Regions from separate parts of the Gossypium arboreum genome. Here region 1 is linked to region 2. The links are chromatin contacts, called in public Hi-C maps. All regions are on one chromosome and are shown on one strand. The core of a region is the stretch at or near the end of the contact, and the rest is flanking DNA. Distances in the headings are between cores, read along the strand shown.

Region 1 (6,325 bases), core at 333-2,832, 410 kb before region 2:
TGACAAAACAGTCACCTTGGTTTCATTTCAGTCACTCAACTTTAGAAAAATAACAAAACAGTCACTAACGTTATCAAAAAGTGACAAATCAGTCACCCACTAACATTTTCCGTTACAGTTCTAACGAGATAGGTGACGTGGCCAGTTAACTAGCTGATGTGGCCAATTAACTAGCCACATTGGATGTCCATAATGGAAACCTACCCAATTTAAGAAGAAATTAAAGAAAAAAAAACCCTAATAATAGAGAAGAAGAAGAAAAAGAAAAAGAAGAAGAGACTATAATATTCCTCTCAAAGTCTCCAACAACCCTTATACAACTGACCCCACAAATAAACTGGCAACATTGACAAGTACTTTAGCCACCACCACTTGCACCACCATTAAATTGGGTTAGGATTTTTTCCCCAATATTCTTCTTCTTCTATTGTGGATAAATTTCAAAGGCTAAACTTTGTCCCATGGAGAAATTTCTTCTTGAAATACTAAATTGCCAAAAAAAAAGTCTTCGCTACCTAATTTTGATAAAAACAGCACATAAGTAACTAGAATAAAAAAAAAAAAGATTGAAGGACAATAAGAAGAATAAAACTGGAGAAAGAGAGAAAGATATGAGTTTTTAGTGTTTTATCAGTTTCTAAATCCTAATTTTGGTTTTAATTTCTTTTTATTGTCTTCTCCTTTCTTTTCTGCCTAACAAGTTTGACAAAGTGATTACACAAAGGAAACAAACAAGATGAAAAAGAAAAACACTTAACATAGATAAGAAGAAAAAATGAGCTTTCAGATCTGGGTTCTCCCTTTTCATCTTTTGCTTCCCTACTGTTTTTTGTTTCTTTTTTTTTCTAGTCAAAATCTAATTGTTTCCTTATTTTTGTAGTTGTTTCATATTAGAAATTTGGCGGGGTTTGATTCTGATATCCATCTAATAAAAAGAGGACAGGTAAGTATGCTGAAGAATAAGTCTGGAGTAGTGACCATGAAGCAAACTTTAATAGTTGATCACAGCTCTCAAGCATCCCTTGCCCAGAATAGCACTAAACCAAACTCATCTTTCTTCGATTCTCCAAAATTTAAAGCCTTTCTCGACACTAAATCTCTCAAGAGCCCTACTTCAATCCTTGACAACAAACCCTTCTTTCCTTTTGGTAACCCCTTTGCCTTGGACAAAAACCACCCCAAATCCCTTTTTTTCTCTTCTCTTCCTCCTCCTCTTTCTCCTCTTTCTTTTCTTTTTCTATTACATAAGCCCTAAATGGGTGCTGAAAGGGTTATTTAAATCGGTGCTAACCGGCCAACTTGACAGCTAATGATACCAAGCAAGCTGTCATCTGTCATGTCACTTTGCCATTACGTTTGTAACGAAAAAGGATAAAAAAGGACTGTTTTGTTATTTTTTAAGGTTGAGTGACTAAAATGAAACTAATATGACTATTTTGTTGCTACCCAAAATTAAGTAATTGTTGGTGTAATTTACCCTTATATTTATATAATATGTTTAATTTGTACAAAACCCATGTTTTTTTGATAATATTATATTTATATAATATAAAACTATATTAAAGTAGAATAATTAAGCTGCATGGAGTAGAATAAGGTGGGCTGGCTCATTACTTCATAAAGCTAGACTGGCGATAAAAACGGCAACGTCTTTGTCGGCTAAAAGAGAAATTAAAATAATTATCCCATCTCTCAGATCATCTTTTTCCGGAAGGAATGAACATATGAAAGCGAAGACGATAGTAAGATAATGAAAAATAACCCTTACCAACGGAAAAAACGAAAACCGAACCAAGATCGAAGATCCCCTTGTTCTTTATATATATATGTATCTATATATATATATATTAATTTCTGTTATCTCAAGTTTCTTTTGTTTCTTGCTTGTTTAGGCCAACGCATTCCTTTTAAATTACACTCACTTCGTTTTCAAGAAACATAATTTTGTTCCTCACTCCACCATCTTCCTGCATTTCCCTTTCTCTCTGCACTATTAAATTTCTTTTTTTTTTTTACTGATAAAAGCATTTAATTAACGCTTAATCTATGCTTGCTTTCCCATGGGTTTCCATTCCAACTAGCTTCGATACGGATCTGCTGCTTTCAGTTTCACGCGATCTCCTCACTGTTAACTTGTAATTATCCTTTTTCCACCTTTTGATTATGCAATTTCGTTTTTTTTTTTTAATGTTTAAGTGATTTTGCTGCTGCTATTGTTCTTATTAGGCTCTGATAGCCAATGGCGTTGAAGCGGGGACTATCCAGTGTGGGCGTCCAAAGGAGCAGAAGTTCTGGATCTCGATTGCGTATCGTGATTCTTTTTTTCTTCTCAATTCTGACGCTACTTGTTTTCTTTGTCGGTCAAGGGCTTTACATTTCTGGTTCGTTTTTTCTCTTAATTTCCCCCTGCGTTTTTAAGTACCTACTGACCAGATCTAACTTTATATTTGATTTTGATTTTGTATTTTAGCATGATGATAAATTAATTATTTGTTTTGATTAGTTTATAAATGCGTCCTTTTCGATCTGATAAAATTGAAAAGTGCCTCATCTTTTAATTGATTCCGAGCTTTGATTAGTGAATTTCTTAAAAAAGTTTTTGGCTTCTCATTTTACTAGAAATTTGTGAAGTCAAATGGTCTAACTTTAGTTACACAACATTGTCGTGAATAGTGATGCTTCTACTAAGGTCCAATTTTAACTTACAATTCGTTGCTCCATCTCACCTAATATTTATCATCATAATAGAACTTTTGTTCAATTATGTTGAATTGTGTTGTGAGTATAAAGTTAGATGTAAATTCAATTATGTTCTTTGATTGCATCTGATCTTTGTTCCAATTTTTGTTTCTTGTGCAGACGAAGATAGTGTTCAAAGTGGTTTTGGTAAACAGGTTTCTTCCTTAAAACCTTATCCATCTGCATTGCTTTTAACTTAGATGACAGACTGTGACAGCTTTTATACCCAGATCTGCATTATTTTAAAATGGGTTTTGCAGAATGTTGACTGGAGAGAAAGGCTGGCATCCCAATCTATCAAAAACCTATTCACTAAAGAGGTGAGTGCGTGTTGGATTATATTCTATACAAATTATGGTTCTTGCTCCAATTGTCATTAGACTTTAATTGTCAATTATATTTATCATCTGATGTCATACTCAAATCATTCTAGGTTATTGATGTTGTATCTACTAGTACAGCTGATTTGGGGCCATTAAGTCTTGATTCTTTCAGAAAAGGCAATTTGTCTACATCATGGAAAGTTATTGGGGTAGAGTCTTCAGTTGCGGATAAAGCTACTTCTCAGGTTAGGATCATACCTCAGTAGTCAAATCTATCCCAACCCCTCCTCCAAAGAAAAAAAAAAGTTGCTGATTGACTAATCTTTATATGATTCTCACTTGTTCAAAGTCAAATCAAAAGGCTACAGACTTGAAACAAGAAATGTCTCAAGTTAAAGAGGGAAAGCTTCCTAATGGTAATGCATTTCTGATCTGTTAAATATAGATATGCCTAATGCTATTGGTGAATTTTCTTTCATGCTGACCTGGCTGTTCTATGCAGATGATCATTCACATGATATGCTTACTACAACACTTCGAAGGGTAATTATCATCTTTTGATTCACTGAGTGCTTTAGTATTATAACTAATTATATAATAAGAGGCATGTTACTGACTGCAGCAACTTAGAGATAATAGGCGTGAGAAGCATGTGGCTGGTTTGGTGCAAAAAGATGATGAAGCTACTGTGAAACTTGAAAATGCAGCCATTGAACGATCCAAAGCTGTGGACTCTGCAGTTCTTGGCAAATATAATATGTGGAGGAAAGAAATTGATAATGAGAACTCTGATTCCACAGTGCGCTTGATGAGTGATCAAATTATACTGGCAAAGGTTTATATAATTATTGCAAGCATGAAAAACAAGCTTGACTTGCGAAAAGAATTGCAGATTAGGCTCAAAGAGAGTCAGCATGCCTTAGGAGAGTCAACAACTGACGCTGATCTACCTCATAGGTAAAGGAAGTCTTTAATCTCCTTGGCTATGTGCTGTAGTCCATGTTTCCTCCAGGTTTTGCTTTTGATGATTCTGTCAGTTTCTAATGTTGTATTCTCATGTGAATTACTCAGTGCATCTGATAAAATTAAAGCAATGGAAAAAGTTCTAGCCAAAGCAAGAGAGCAATTATATGATTGCAAGTTGATGCTTGGAAAGCTCAGAGCAATGCTTCAGGCATCAGTAGAACAAGTTATGAGCTTGAAAAAAGATAGCATGTTCCTGAGTCAGTTAGCTGCCAAAACAGTTCCCAATGCAATCCATTGCTTGTCGATGCGCTTGACCATAGAATATTATCTCCTTCCCGCAGAGAAGAGAAAGTTCCCTAGAAGTGAGAATTTGGAAAATCCAAAACTCTACCATTATGCCCTTTTCTCTGATAATGTCTTGGCTGCATCTGTCGTCGTCAATTCAACTATCATGAATGCCAAGGTGATAAAAGCTGCCTTAACTTGCATAGCTGTCTCAGTTGTTCTTTACTTTTTTTTTTCTTTTTTTTTCACTCATTGATTAGGAATTGTTATGTTTATAAGAATTGAGGCTCAGATGCAGTCTTCACTAAAATTTTCTTCTTGGTTGTATTGCAGGATCCCTCTAAACATGTTTTCCATCTTGTTACTGATAAACTTAATTTTGGAGCAATGAACATGTGGTTTCTGTTGAATCCCCCTGGAAAAGCCACCATCAATGTTGAAAATGTTGATGAATTCAAGTGGCTTAATTCATCCTATTGCCCTGTCCTCCGGCAGCTTGAGACTGCAGCGATGAAGGAGTACTACTTCAAGGCAGATCAGCCAACCAATTCTGGATCTTCGAACTTGAAGTATCGAAACCCAAAGTATCTCTCAATGCTTAATCACTTGCGGTTCTATCTGCCACAGGTCTACCCAAAGTTAGATAAGATCCTCTTTCTTGATGATGACATTGTTGTCCAGAAAGACTTGACTAGATTATGGTCTGTAGATCTCCATGGAAAAGTGAATGGTGCAGTAGAAACTTGCGGTGAAAGCTTTCATCGTTTTGACAAGTATCTGAACTTCTCAAATCCTCATATTTCACAGAACTTTGATCCTAATGCTTGTGGGTGGGCATATGGAATGAACATGTTTGATCTCAAGGTTTGGAGAAAGAAGGATATCACTGGCATATACCACAAGTGGCAAAATATGGTGAGTTAATGGAAAGAAGGAAGTTTTGATTTCATGCTAGTTATTTTCTCCTTCACATATACACACACCACCTTTCATGCTTTCATGGAGATAAATCACTTAGTTGTTGACGGATTAAACCCACAAGTTTTCCAATTAGCAAATAACTTTCTAGCGAACATGTTGCTCAAGTTATATATGCAAAGCTGATGGTATTATAGGTTTTGAGGGGCAGGTTGACTCCTTTGGGAGACAGACGACATTTGAAGACTTCTCACGACTTCAAAGGATAATTTGTTGTATGTTCTGATCTTTTTTTTTTTTTTTTCTTGATTTGTTTGAATATTTATCAGAATGAAGATAGAGCATTGTGGAAGCTGGGGACACTTCCTCCGGGGCTGATCACATTTTATGGTCTAACACATCCACTTCAGAAATCATGGCATGTACTTGGTCTTGGCTACAATCCAAATGTAGACAAGAAAGAAATTGAAAGTGCAGCAGTTATCCATTACAATGGCAACATGAAACCTTGGCTGGAGTTGGCCATGACGAAATATCGATCATACTGGACCAAGTACATCAAGTATGATCATCCCTACCTTCACAGTTGCAAGTTCAGGAATGAACCAGATTATAATTAGTGACATTTTGTTTTCTTTTTCCTTCTATTTTTTCTATACTCTTCTTATTCCCACATTATTGTTTATTCTTCCTTGTAATTCATTAAATTCATTCCCTTAAGCTTCTCATTCATTGGAACGAGTTAACAAATTGTACGCCAGGCTAACCTCTGTACTTAAGACACCCCATGATTTTTTCACCCTTGTCCAATTTTAGTAGAATAGTGAAAATCTTGGTCCACTATATTTTTTGAACAATAGCTCCTTTTGCTGGATTTAACGTGTATATATTATAAAGACTGAAATTCCTAAGTTTGTTTTCTGAAGCAATTTTCTTTTTGAATTATTGCTCGATAAAGAAACCCAAGATCCAAGACAAATTAACAAAGGAAATTAGAATTTAATTGATGAAATAAAATCTAAAAAGAAAATGAAAGTAGAAAAGAAACAAAGGGTTTAGAGATGTATTAATCAGTGAGGGATGGAATTACTGTG
Region 2 (7,300 bases), core at 463-2,962:
ACAAGGTATTTTAGGAGAAAGATATTAAAGAAATTTTGTTATTGTTAGTATAGTTACATAGGCGAGTAGAAAAAGTTTAGGTAAAATTTGTTATTGGAAATAACACCTAATACTCGGATCTGGTCGGGTTGAGTAGAGGGCGTCATATGGTCAATTTCAATAAGATCAATAAGAGAGATGGATGGGTAAGAGGAAGACATTGATATGATATTGGCGTAAAAATTTACAAAAGGATCTCAACCTATATCTTTTAACTTCGCAGTATGCCATATCAGCTTATTCGACAACAGCAATTTCTTATACAAGCGTGATTTTGTAGTGCGGAATATAAAAACAACAGAACAAAACAGATACCATTCATGATGTCGAGAATTACAACACCCTTAGAGAAATTTGTAAATAGCTAACCTGACGAATGGGGCCGATCATCCAAAGGAACAGGAGTTAATAGGGGTTCATTTGAGAAGAAGGCTTCGAAATTTCCGACCACAGTTTTACGCAACTCTTCGAGAGATTCCGTTGTGCAAACAGCATTATGAGGAGACATGACTACATTATCCAATGCAAGGAGCTCAACAGGAACATCAGGTTCATGCTCAAACACATCCAAGCCCGCACCTCGGATCTCTCTCTTAATTAAACACTGCACCAATTCTTTCTCATCAATGATGGGTCCACGAGCTATGTTAATAATGACCCCATCCTTCCCCAACGCTGACAACACTTCCTTGCCAATCAGGTGGTGTGTTTCATCAGTTAAAGCACAGCAAATTATAAGGGCGTCGCAATTAACTGCCAGTTCAACAACATTGGGATAAAAAGTGTACGGTACAGAAGGTTTTTTGCTTCTTGAATTGTATGAAATAGAACAGGGAAATGCCTCCAGTCTTTTAGCGACTTCTGTTCCAATACTTCCTAATCCAACAATTCCCACTTGCTTACCACCAAGCTGAAATTTTTCAATTACCAAATTATAATCAGACAATACGTACATAATTTAAATGTGAGGGGAAAAAAGGGTAAGATTACGACCTTATAGCCAAGAGGATAGTTTCCTTGGGTAGACCATAGCCCTTGCTTGACATAGCGGTTGGCTGCCGAAACCTTCCTCAGAACGTCGAGCAACAATCCCACCGCGGAATCCGCACAATCAGTGGAGAAAATGGTTCCAGCGCCGGCCACTGCGATGCCACGGCGTCGGCACTCGGAGAGATCAATGTGGTTAATGCCCTGGCTAGTGGTAACGACCAAACCCAGGCGGGGCAAAAGGCGGATAGTATCAGCGGTGACAGAACCGCTAGCTGATGTGAGAATGGCTTGTACGGACTGTGCATGGGTGAGCAAGAACTGGGGAAGAGGGAGTGGGGATTCGAACGGTTTCAGGAATTGGAATTTGGGTGAGTGGAAGAAATGGTCACCGAAAATGCTGAATGCTGTCGGGGGTTTCAAGATGAGGACATCGGGCAAGTCGTTTTGGGGAGGCTGAGATTGGTTTTCAGCTGCTACTGCCATTTGCTTTGTTAGTGCTTTTCACCGGTGCCGTGTGCGATAGGTGCGGATTATGTAAGATTTTTGTTTTTGTTTTGGTATAATTTGTAAGATTCTTTACATTATGGGTAAATGTTCTAATTTGAGCTGAGAGGGTGAAACCTTTATAAATGATTAAATAATGGTTTGAACTTTAGAGAAGTGTTCAAAGAATGGTTTTTATGCACCTAATTTTTAGGTAAATGCTAGATTTGTTTATAATAAAACATATAATAATAATATATTAGTTGAGAAGAAAAGAAAGCCAATAGAATATAATTTGAAATAAAACCTTGCACATACAAAAAACATAAACTTCTATTTAGCACTTTTAAAAATGTTTTGATCATTTTGAAAAGTTTAACTTTCATTTAAACATGTTTATGAAAGTTAAGCTCTTGTAATCATTTTTAAAAGTTGAGTCTTTATGTGAGTAAACCTTAAAAAGTTGGGCTTAATTTGAATCTTTAATTTTTTTTTTTTAATTCCGACAAGTCAAAGTTTTTTATTTATTTACTATTTGACACGGGTTGAGAACTTTTTATTATCCTTTTTTTTTCAACAATTATGATTTTTTTTATTTAAAATTAGTCACTTAATTAAGCAACATCATTTTTTGTTTTTATATTTATTAGGTGTCGTCAAGTATCGACAAGAGAGTGACATGGCAATTAAAAAATCAGTATAATAACAATTTAGCACTCAATTTTTGCGTATTATATTGATTTAATCATAATTTTAAAATAAACCCTCAATTTACAAATAGTCTCAATTTGATCTTATTTTAAAAATTTAAAGTAATAAATAAAAATATATAAATATTTTTAAGAAATTATTTTTCAAAAATAATAATAAATAAAAGAAATAAATATATTAAAATATTAAAATAAATAAAAATATTAAAATTTTAACTTTCTCTTATGCTTCCCTCACTATCGCTACCTCCAACTCAAATCTCATAATTCACACTTAACATTTAATATGAATTCTTGGGTGATGAAAATTACACTTTTTCATTTTCTCATTAAAAATGAAAATTTTATAATTTAATATATGTACTTTCAAATATTTCTAATTTGAAACCAAAAGTGATTTTCATCACAAAATACATATTCCACTATATTCTTTCATGCCAAATAATTAATAATAATTTATATTTCTCTTTTGGTATAATTTACACTTTATTCTTTCAACTCTTTTAGAATTTGCAATTAAGTCATTTTTCAACATTCTCACATCCACAATATTCTTTATTTGACTCAATTTCCAATTTTTTTGAAATTTCACTATTTTTTTATCTTAGGACAATACTATATGTCTTATAAAAAAATTTTGCGGTGTTACGTTCAAACCCCCATTGCAAGTGAAATATTGATTGTCATTCACAATATTCCTTAAATATAAATGGGTGTTAGACAACCAATCATTAAGTTTCCACAAATTGTTTATGGTGGTTAAGTAGATCAGGCTGCCCAACAATTACCAGAAGCTATTAAACAACCATTTGTAGAACAAGTTCCTCAAGAGAATGTTAATACAACATTATGAAGATAAACTAGGACTAATAAATGAACCATACCTAGTGACTCTATTGTGTATCTAGACAATAAGCTAATTATGACATTGGAGCTAAAAAAGATGTTGAAAATTTTTTACAAGCCACGAGTTGTAGAGCATTTGATTGGTGGGTTAATGCTGGAAAGAAATGATGAATTTTATGAAATTTAATGACATTTAGGGTATTATTGATTTGCCTAAGGGTGAAAAGCCCATTGGATGTAATAGATCTTTAAAACTAAAAGGGACTCATTATGCAATATTAAGAAATATAAAGTAAGACTTATCACCAAAAGATTCACTCAAAAGGAGGGAATATAAACCTTTTCTCTTTTATCTAAGAAAGAAAATCTCCATATTATTATGGCGTTAGTTGCCTATTTTGGCTTGGAACTATATCAAATTGTTGTGAAAACAACATTTCTTGATGAAAATCTTGATGAGGAAGTTTATATGAAATAACCAAAAGGATTTTTCACACAATTGGTATGCAAGCTTAAAAATTTATATATAGATTAAAACAAGTCTCTCGCTAATGATATTTAAAATTACATGATATCATTTTTTTATTATTTAATTTTGTAGAAAACATCATGAATCAATGCTTCGATTAAAAGGTTAGTGCGAGTAAATTTTACTTGCTACCAATGATAAGAATTTGCGATATAAAGTGAAACAATTTCTTTTTGAGAATTCCAAAATGAATGATATGAGTGAGTGTTACTTCTACCTTGAAGATTGGGTTGGTTTCTTATTTTGAGGCAACTTTAAATGGTTTATGGTTGAAGAGTTTTGTGGCAAGGCATAGAATAATTTATTTTATGTGTAAGACATTAAAATGGATTATGATAATTTATCTATTCTTTTCATGGTTAAAAAATATAAGTAACAGTCCAATAAGTATTTAGTTATAAAAGAACATTTTAAAGATAAAAAAGTGATCATTAAATACATTTTGTTAACCCTTTAACAAAAGACATATGAATTTTAATGATGTTGTAGCATCAAATGAGACTTGGTTCCATCTTATAATTTTGTCTTATAGGACATTATCATTAGACATGAAAATCATTTATATTGGGTTTGTTTTCACATTTATGTTACTTTTTTAACCTTAAATAACTATAAGATTTATTCATTAAATTCTAATGAACAATTGTTTGAAATAGAATACATAAAAGATAACATCAATTTTTAAAGGACTTATCGCCAATTTCTTAAGAATAAGGGAGAATGTAAATTTTATCCTTAAAGTGGTTTATTTTATCTTCAACTAATAAATTCATAACTCAAATCTTTAATGGAAAAAAAAATGGTGCTTTCATAAAGTTGGTTGTTGAAAGCATGATGGTTAAATTTTAACATTTGATGCGGACATTTTGCTACAACTAATCCAATTAACGCTTCTTTGTGTTTTGTCTTTAATTGAAAGACATTAAAAAAGCTTGTTTGAAAGATACATTAATATTGAAAGGAAGTTTTTGATGAAAAAGTTAATGGTTGTGCTATATATGCGGGCCTTTGTGTAAAAGATTCTTATGTTCATCAATTGTTAAAGAGTATATAAACATTGATACACATAAAAAGAATTAAATATCAATGCTTGAAGGTTAATGTTCTATTCTGCTTTTTAACTTAAATTTACATGTTATTATATTTATAAGGCATGTTTTTATCTAAATATTATTTAGATATATATAATATTGTTTATAGATAATTAACATTATTTTCTTTCTATTGATTGGCATGGATATTGTTGCTAATATAAGAGAACATGAGTGAGTTTTGAGTGCGCTCGAGTGCATTATACTCCTATTTATGAGTTAGGAAAAGGCTAATAAAAAATGACAGATGTGATGTGCGTAGAATATTTAAATTTCAATTAGAGTTGCTATCCAAACATGTAGTAGCTATCACAATGGTGGATTTTTTTTTTTTTTTTGCTGGTACCGGTTTGTGTAAGTATTAATTTGTTTAATATATCATTTCAAATTTATCGTTGGTTTTAAAAAATACTTGATATATGTATATAAAAATATTTATAAATATCAAATAATGAGATTAAATAAATCTCACATATAAAATATTCATTTATTATATAGAATATTTTTTAATAAACTCTATAAATATAATCCATCATTAAACAAATTTAAAATCAAAAATCAAAAAATTATTTCATAAATTAAACAATAAAATCATACTATACTAGTCATATAACAATTCATAATTTAATAAGTCCAAATATATAATTACATTTGTATTTTAAAATTAATTTATTTTGTACCTATTGATATAATCGAAATCAATCCGTTCACATTAATATGATCAATATCAGTTAAAATTTTGCATAGGAATAAAACTAAAAATTTATTGTTCCAATTGAGTACTAAAATGGGTAAGATAATGAAATTGAGTACCTTTTTCTAAACACATTATCAATTGAGGTACAAACCTAAGTTTAAGATTTAGGGAATTTTAATTGAAGTTGTTACTCAAACACATTATAGCTTATTTTCCCACCCAAAAATAGGCATGATTAGATGACTTGCTTGATTAGCCAAATAGAGCTCAAGCATTATCTTTTCAAGCAAACCCATAAACTGAACTTTTTCGTCAACAATAACAAATGGAAGTATTCAAAATGAGAGCTTGAAATAAAGCAACGAATGTAAAAAAGTCAACAACTCTAAGATTACCTCAAAGAATCCTAATCTTAAGACTAAAAATTAGTTCCAAGCATCAAAAAATCCAGGTGTTTCAGGAATTCTGTTATCGCAAATTTCTAACAGCGACAAAGGCAGCCTTTTGAATGGGTCATATGCCACGAACAAGTATCGCAATTTAACTATCTTCTTCGAATTTACACCACAAATCTCACCATAACAATGTCGAAATTCGACCCATACCAGCACCTCAGTATACGTCTCAACCCAGACGGTACCATCACTCGCTTAACCAACTTCCCCAGCACCGAAGCCAACCCCGACATAATTCCAGGTAACCCCACTGTTTCTAAAGATGTCACCGTCAACGAAGAAACAAAGGTCTGGGCACGCATTTTCCGCCCCAATAAATTGCCATCTAATGACAACACTGTTGTACGATTACCCATCGTTTTCTACTTCCACGGTGGTGGCTTCACTTTATTCAGCGTTTCCAATATCACAACTCATCAACCTTGCTCTACCATTGCCAGTGAAACACCCGCCATTGTTGTAGCAGTGGAGCATCGTCTTGCCCCCGAGCACAGGCTCCCGACGCAGTACGAAGATGCCATTGACACGATCCTGTGGGTGAAGAAACAGGTTTTGGACCCTCAAGGAGAAAGATGGCTAAGAGATTACGGGGATTTCACAAGATGTTACCTTGGTGGACGTGGCAGCGGTGGCAATATTGCGTTTCATGCTGCTATAAAAGCTGCAGATCATGATATAAAGCCTTTAAATATTAATGGTATATTTTTAAACCAACCAATGTTTGGTGGGAAAGAAAGACTGCCATCAGAGTTGAAATATGCAACGGATCAGTTGATACCATTGCCTGTACTTGATCTCTTGTGGGAGTTAGCATTGCCTAAGGCAACAGACCGTGACCACCGATATTGTAATCCAATGCAGGATGCAGTGTACAAGAGTAAGGTCAGTTCGTTAGGGCGGTGTTTGGTGATTTCATTCGACATGGATCCAATGTTTGATCGGGTGCAAGCATTCGTGCAAATGTTGGTGGATGAAAAGGTTCAAGTTGATGCACGTTTCGATATTGTCGGCTTCCATAACATCGATATCGTGGATACACAAAGAGCTCAGGCCATTTTGAATATTATTAAGGAATTTATCATTTGAAATTACAAGCTGAACTCATCATCTAAAATCCATTCTTTATAAGGGATTCCACTTTTCTATTTAGTTTGTTATATATACATATGTTAGTGGTGTTAGTGTCTTTTCATTAGAAGTGGGTTACTTTTGGTAAGTTATTGTTTCATGTTATTGATAATTGCGAAGTAAACGAAGTTAAATCATGTTCTGTTTTTGTTGATCATGGGCAAGTTACTGGTGTGATATTTTTTTTTTCTTTTGTATGGTTTTATGTATATAATTTTAGGGTTTATTGCAATGATTAATGAATCGTTTTCAGTTCATTCTTCTTTCAATTCTTTTTTTTATTTCTTACTTTTTGCTTTCTTAAATTTTACTTGAATTGCTACATTGTTTCT

Evidence for each region. Hi-C and Micro-C count contacts between places; a contact is called where the count stands out from the background.
Region 1: a Hi-C map of leaf shows a contact between it and region 2, with 2.4 times the contacts expected there. The contact joins the promoter of LOC108457673 here to the promoter of LOC108453317 in region 2. A contact is called at or near these places in 2 of 5 Hi-C or Micro-C datasets (both in leaf).

Annotation. Positions count from the first base shown.
Region 1 is chr7:70,325,367-70,331,691 of ASM2569848v2, reverse strand. LOC108457673 (polygalacturonate 4-alpha-galacturonosyltransferase-like) reads left to right here and starts at 1,582. Exons shown (of 12, transcript XM_053031188.1): 1 at 1,582-1,742; 2 at 2,082-2,135; 3 at 2,227-2,381; 4 at 2,860-2,894; 5 at 3,000-3,059; 6 at 3,173-3,307; 7 at 3,412-3,478; 8 at 3,565-3,605; 9 at 3,685-4,019; 10 at 4,134-4,491; 11 at 4,647-5,228; 12 at 5,561-6,142. The coding sequence starts at 2,240. The coding sequence ends at 5,851. It overlaps LOC128295523 (a long non-coding RNA gene), which reads right to left. Exons shown (of 2, transcript XR_008286006.1): 2 at 6,144-6,325.
Region 2 is chr7:69,916,546-69,923,845 of ASM2569848v2, reverse strand. It overlaps LOC108453317 (glyoxylate/hydroxypyruvate reductase HPR3-like), which reads right to left and starts at 1,712. Exons shown (of 3, transcript XM_017751389.2): 1 at 1,033-1,712; 2 at 409-949. The coding sequence starts at 1,512. LOC108488790 (probable carboxylesterase 9) reads left to right here and starts at 5,970. Exons shown (of 1, transcript XM_017793079.1): 1 at 5,970-6,926. The coding sequence starts at 5,970. The coding sequence ends at 6,926. LOC128295579 (a long non-coding RNA gene) reads left to right here. Exons shown (of 3, transcript XR_008286106.1): 3 at 1-33.